Linked DNA regions of Anas platyrhynchos: region 2 is linked to region 1. The links are chromatin contacts, called in public Hi-C maps. All regions are on one chromosome and are shown on one strand. The core of a region is the stretch at or near the end of the contact, and the rest is flanking DNA. Distances in the headings are between cores, read along the strand shown. Region 1 overlaps LOC110353218 (a long non-coding RNA gene). Region 2 overlaps DCBLD2 (discoidin, CUB and LCCL domain containing 2).

Region 1 (3,158 bases), core at 210-2,709:
TGCAGAAACAAAGGGAGGAGCACTCTCATGAAGCTTTTGCTTGTTTTCTCCTGACAAGTCTATCTAAGCTTTTAATCCCAATTAGAAGGGGACTGTGGAAACCTTGAGAGGGAGAAAGAGCTCCTCACTCCTTTGCTGGTTTGTGTCCAGCCCACAGGATTAAAAATCGAGTATGTTCTGTATGTTCTAGCCTTATCCTGACGACCATCTGTCTATTTGCAAGAAAGGAGATTCACAGTTCTGTGAAGTGGAGAGCATAAAACCAGACCACCTCCACTGCATTCAGTCTCAGTGGAAAAGCCAACGAAGCAGGAAGTGGTGAAACTTCCCTGGAGAGCACAACAGCATAGGAGAAGTGCATGGCATAGGGAGGGGTGGAAAGTTGCACCAGTATTTCCTGATCCTCGCTTTTCCTGTGAATATATATTAAAATATATCCACAGATCTGTGTCTCTGTATTTATCAGTATCCAAAGCTACCGAAATTACAGCATTTTTTGTAATAACAGGGACTGACTTTAGCAAAATGAGATGTTCTGAGACACATTGAAAAAGAAGAGTCATTTCATTGATGTGGGGAAAAGTCTTTTCACTTTAATATATCTGTAGGTCTACTGAGTTTGGGGCTGATTTCTGACAGAGTAAAGCAAACAGTTATAAGGAGAACTCCGTGGTGCACTAAGCATGCTGAACTTTACAGCTACCTGCACTCATAACATTTTCAGTATTTCAGTATGGTCTGTGATGGCAGAAATCTGCAAAATGGATGGAAATGATTTCTCATTTTTCTCTGAATGTGCTATCTACCAACCTGACTTTACTGAAAAGAATTTAGATTGGAGCCGGCCTGGGTATTTGGCTAATACACTGGCTTCCTGCCTTTACCTTGAAATTTTCTTTTCCCCCTAGGCATAGAAAAACTCGGCAGTCTGCTTAAAAATGAAGAAGTCGTGACACCTAGCGGTGAGTTAAACAACAATAGCTTTTGTTTCTTAATGAACTCACAGTTGTTTTCCATAGGCATGTTGTTCTCAGTCAGATTGCGATGTGAGAGGTGTGGGTATCACCATCATGACTCCAAACATCCAGGCAGCCACTCTCTTTTTCTTACAGTCCCATGCAATGCCTGTGCCTTGTTGCATCTAACTCCTGCTCCTCTCCACCAAAGGCTGCTTTTTCATTAAGGCCCAGCATGCAGCCCCTGGTCATGCTCCTTATTGAACATGACATTTTGAATAGCCATTTATACTGCGACCAGGCTAAGTGCTTTGACTTTGGAGAAAAAGGGAGCATGGCAGAGTCCTGGCGTAAGATCAAATGGGAATTACAGCCTTTTTTTTCTTTTTAAAAACTTATTCATCAAAGTTGTTTTTAGAAGGTGACTCAAAACTGTATTGTATGGCATGCAGCAAATTCCTGGCAGGCAGTTTAAACTGACTCAGTTGCTGGCATATTCTTTTGCTTTTGAAGACTACTCAGAGTCTGCCTTGGTCAGCAGCAGTCTAAAAGCACATACTGGCTGTGATACCACGACAAGAAGTCGCACTGAAAAGCAGTAAACCAGTCTAGACATGTGCAAAAAAGCTATAGGTTCTTTCCAAACAGTGGCAAGCCTTGGAGATTTTTATTGTTTTTTAGGGAAGCAGAACAGTTGTTGAGTTAATGGTAACTAGGCTGCAGTCACCAAGTGGAAAGCTTTCTTGGCTTGTTGAGCTTGCTGATTGAGGACCAGCCATTTTTTATCACAAGAATGAGCTTCAGTGCAAGAGTTTTCAAGTCAAAACATCACAGTATGTTGTTCGGGAATCTGGGTGCATGCTTCTTTGCATCTGTAAGAGTTGTTAGCAGTGTAGCCTTCCAGTTTCATGTCCATATTTGTGCATGCTATATCAAGCATACTTTCCATTGCCTTCAACGTGACAAACTCCTTTCCCCTCCTCTTTTAGAATAGATGCTTGATAGAGCTGCATGTTGTAGCCAACAAATGGAAACTAAATTACTTGAATATATATGATTTTCTTCATCTAAAAATTTATATAACCACATGTCCACATGTATTTAGTACCTGTAACTTCCCCGGTTTGCTGTCTTGGGTATAATTAACACTTCTACCACCATAATGTCTGTATATAAGGCAAGTGAATCTAAAAACATCAGTTCTGTCCAAAATGTTCCAGTTTCCATCCCTTGAATCATCAGCATGTGACCTATTCTGTGCCAATATTAATAACCATTGCTCATGGCTTTCAAACAACTCAAACTATTTAAAAATTAATTCTGTTTACAGTACCTTTTAGAGGAAGTATTTTGTAAAAGTGAATAACTCAAACTGACTAGTGGCTACCCACAAAATATGACTATCCAGTAACAAAATGAATCATTTAGAATAAGTTGGCAAGGACAGGACGTATTGTTGGAGAAAACATCAAGCAAAGATCAGATCCAACAACCAGGAGTCCTGGGTTCTCTTTCTGCTGTACCACACATTTGCCATGCTGCTCTGACAGGCAGGCCTATCTGCAGTGGCTTAGGCAGCTACTAGCCTCAGTTACCCTGAACCACACTGTTTACTTTTTTACACTGTATGCTGTGAGGCTGAGGTGAAGTGCCCAGTTCAGCTGTCACCCGTAGAAACGTTTGCAATTGGAGTTGGAGCCCATAGGTTTATGCTTTGCCTTCTGGTTTTTCCTTTGTAAGATGGAGTTGCTCACCAGCTGATGCATGGCAGGCTTGTCTGAGGTCCCTGGTGTGGGCTGAGGGCTGGTATTACTTCAGTCTCCACTGGTGGTGATGCCACTGCCATTGCTAAAGAGAAACAACACAAAATGGAAAGCGATGCTAATGTTCACAGCCTATAGCCTGAAATAAGTAATGCAGGCCTGGTTAGAACAAGTGCAACATCTGGCAGAGCAGGAAGCTAGGCTCTGCTAAGTGCTTGGAGGCCACTTTTCACGTTTTGTATTTGCCATTGTTGCTATAGGCTCTAAGCAACCCCTAAACTGTCACAAACAGAAGTAAGGTGGTAAGAAACAATCCTGCACAGGATTTTCAATACTCAGCTAGGACATGCATTTTAAACTAGATTATATTAACAGACTATTATATTAACAGACTATTAAGCTATTGAGTGCAGGTGTGATATGGACACTGAACCCCTAG
Region 2 (3,158 bases), core at 488-2,987, 90 kb after region 1:
GTCATAATGCCAGTAACATGTCACTCTAATGTTCCTGTGCTGCCTGGTTTTAATAGTGTAAAACTGTTAAGTGCTGAAAACACAGGCCTGTTTAGCTAGCTTATTACCTAATTTTCTCTGTTTCAGTTTCCTTTTGTGAACAGAGCATATGTTTGTGTCGCATTCATAGGTTCCCTGAAGTATCGCTATAAATTACAATTAAGCTACAAAAAACTTGCCATATGTTTGTAGTGTATCTCTTCATGTCTATCTAACAGTGTATTTCTCAGTACTCAAACAAATTATCAAGGTTCTACTGTCATACAAAATCTGTTGAAAGAAAATTATTAAATAAGAACTTTCTTTTCCTTCGAGACTTTTGGTTAAGCCACAGAGGCTCAAATGTGTTTTTTGTGCCCTTTTGAAAAGCATGCTCAAACCTATTGTCTTTATCATCCTCTTGACCTAATATTTTTTTCTTTCCAGACCTAATTACCTGTTTAGACAATGCAAGTCACTTTTCCGAACCAGAATTCAAGTAAGATTAATTTTACCTCTTTTTCTGCCCCTTTATCTGTACTGAAGTCATTTTAGTGTTTCTAGTTCACTGTTACTTACACCTAACCTAACTTGAAAATTGGAGGTCGAGAGGACTCAAGAAACAAAGAGATTGGGGTTAGAGCTTAATAATATTGACATTTGCACTCGTCCTTCTTGTTCTTTCCTATTTTTTCAGTATACAGTAGAACCTCGTTAATTTGCACTAACACATATAAGCTAATATCACATTCCCATTAAAAAAATACACTTTTATAAAAGTATATTACAGGGTGTATGCCCCCTCAATACTGAAATTCATATTAAAGTTCTCAAAGAAGCACTGAACTCTGAAATGGATAAAAAGAAATAATAATTGCAAAGCCATTTCACAGTTTGGTGTGAATTAATGAGGTTCTGTAGAGGTACAAAATGCTGTTCCTTCTGATGGAGGAAACATACATTGCTCGCCTGTTTTGTGCTCCATTTCTGTCTAAAGCAAGGACAGTGTTTAAAGCTGTAGACCAAAGTGAAGTATTTAAACTTACTTTTTGGAGAAATGAAGCCCTGAAATCAAGAGCTTTCAATCAAACCTTTTGAAATGCAACCTTTGCATTCCTCATTCATTTTCCCAAGTTCCAGAATTGTAGGTTCTGGCATTGCCCTGTATGTGTTTGACTTCATATCCTGTTGATTTCACCGTAACTGCAAACTTGCTTCAACTGTTGTTGAATAGACATTTTACCCAAGTTCATTGTTAAATCTTTAAGACTTAATGATTTTTGTATGTTCAGTATGAAATGGCACCAGAATGTGAATGTGTGCAGATGTCTTCCCATTTTTTCCATGAGCTAGTGGTATTAACTGAATTTGGCCTGTTTTTTTATGATCAAAACGTTGCCAGGAGCTATTACAAAATATCATTACTTTTCAGATGTACGGTTTAAAGATGCAAAACAAATAGATATGCAGGTCTCTAGTTTATAAAATATAATTCATAAATACTGCTACTTACAAGACTTTCAATTTACAGAAGCCATGTAGTATTTATGTTAAAAAAAAAGACATAATTTTATTATATTCAGTTATTATAACTGAATTACAGATGAAATGGGTTTTTAACTACCTTTTTCAAATGCCTGTTCTGCTGTTGTGTACGTCTCTTCCAGAATATATTTTTGTCTGATTTCTTATCTTTTCAGTTAGGATATATCCTCATGTAATGATAAATGAATGATAACACAGTGTACTGTAAATAAAAAGCAGTGACTGTTGTATAACATTGTAAGTTACAGCTGCATGCATATCTTGACCTGATTTTTTGTTTTCTTCTAGTAAGTATTGTCCAGCTGGGTGTGTGATTCCTTTTGCTGATATTTCAGGCACTATTCCTCATGGATACAGAGATGTAAGTAAACTTAATACTGTGGGCTCACATGAATTTTGGTAAAATTTGTTATGTATGATTAAAACTCAGTTACAGATGTCTGCATTAGCTCTGCTGTCTGGGTTCAGGGAGTTGTGTCTCCTAAAATGAATAACATGCTACTTATGTGTTTCTTTTTACGCTGCTGCTAAATGGCTGGTGCTTCACTGAGTCCAGAGGAGGCTCACAAAAATAATCCGAGGGCTGGAGCACCTCTCCCATAAAGAGAGTCTGGGAGCGCTGGGTTTGTTTAGCATAAAGAAGAGACAGCTATGGGGAAGCCTTCTAGTAGCCTTTCAATACTTAGAGAGGGCTCATAAGATAGACAGTGAAAGATTTCACCAGTCTTGCAGGTTTGTAGGGTAGGAAGTAGTGGCTTCAAATGGAAAAGAAAACCAGAAAGAAAAGAAACTAGATCTAGATTGGATATTTGAAATACGTATTTTACCACAAGGGTGGTTAAGCATTGGTACTGGTTGCTGAAAGAAGTTGTGGATGCCCCATTCTTACAAGTGCTCAAGGCCAGACTGAACGGGGATTTGGACAACTTGATAAGGTGCCTGTGCTCCTGGTGGCGGGTTTGGACTAGATGATCTTAAAAGGTCCCTCCTAACCCAAACCATTCTATGTTGCCATCTCCAAGAAGCGCCATAATACAGTAGAGACTTGAACATTTTTTGCAAGACCTGCTGAGAAAGATGGATCAACCAAAATACTGTTTCATGTTTTGTTTTTGATGGCTTTGTCAAGTTGTGAAGTTCAGATTTATAAAGACAGAAACAGTAGTGTGTTTTTTAATGGTGTCCTCCTGTTTTTGACATGAATGTATCTCTAAACAGAGGCTTTCAGTTGTTTACATTGAAATTCCGTTTACACTCAGCAGCTGTAAAAAACATTTGCAAAACAGTTAAAACTATAAAATTAACGGTTCTATAAATGGGAAATAAACATCTAATAATGTAGTTTACTTAGAATGCTACAAAAAACTGTACACTTTTAAAATATTTAATATGAACCTGAAGTATGCCTCCCTGATTTTTCTTTTCTCAAATATCTGTAAATCCTAGGTTACCTGTATAAATAACCTCCCATATGTTAAAAAAGAAAAAAAATCACCACAGTATAACTGTGTTAGATGTTCTGGTCCACAGTAAGTCCTTACTAAATAGCTGCAGGGCAATTTTTATACCTAGTAATAAGACAGAGTTGATTCTCT

The links. Hi-C and Micro-C count contacts between places; a contact is called where the count stands out from the background.
Region 2: a Hi-C map of liver shows a contact between it and region 1, with 2.1 times the contacts expected there. The contact joins two enhancer-like sites. A contact is called at or near these places in 2 of 8 Hi-C or Micro-C datasets (liver and subcutaneous adipose tissue).

The regions. Positions count from the first base shown.
Region 1 is chr1:88,982,627-88,985,784 of IASCAAS_PekinDuck_T2T, forward strand. It overlaps LOC110353218 (a long non-coding RNA gene), which reads left to right. Exons shown (of 14, transcript XR_005267213.2): 10 at 909-962. Among named protein-coding and RNA genes, the nearest start is that of DCBLD2, 65 kb to the right of the region's middle. Within about 2 kb of position 1,460, at least 2 of the 8 cell types and tissues checked have an H3K27ac peak or open chromatin away from gene starts, as enhancers often do.
Region 2 is chr1:89,071,969-89,075,126 of IASCAAS_PekinDuck_T2T, forward strand. DCBLD2 (discoidin, CUB and LCCL domain containing 2) reads left to right here. Exons shown (of 16, transcript XM_038182498.2): 4 at 466-517; 5 at 1,852-1,924. Among named protein-coding and RNA genes, the nearest start is that of DCBLD2, 25 kb to the left of the region's middle. Within about 2 kb of position 1,738, at least 1 of the 8 cell types and tissues checked has an H3K27ac peak or open chromatin away from gene starts, as enhancers often do.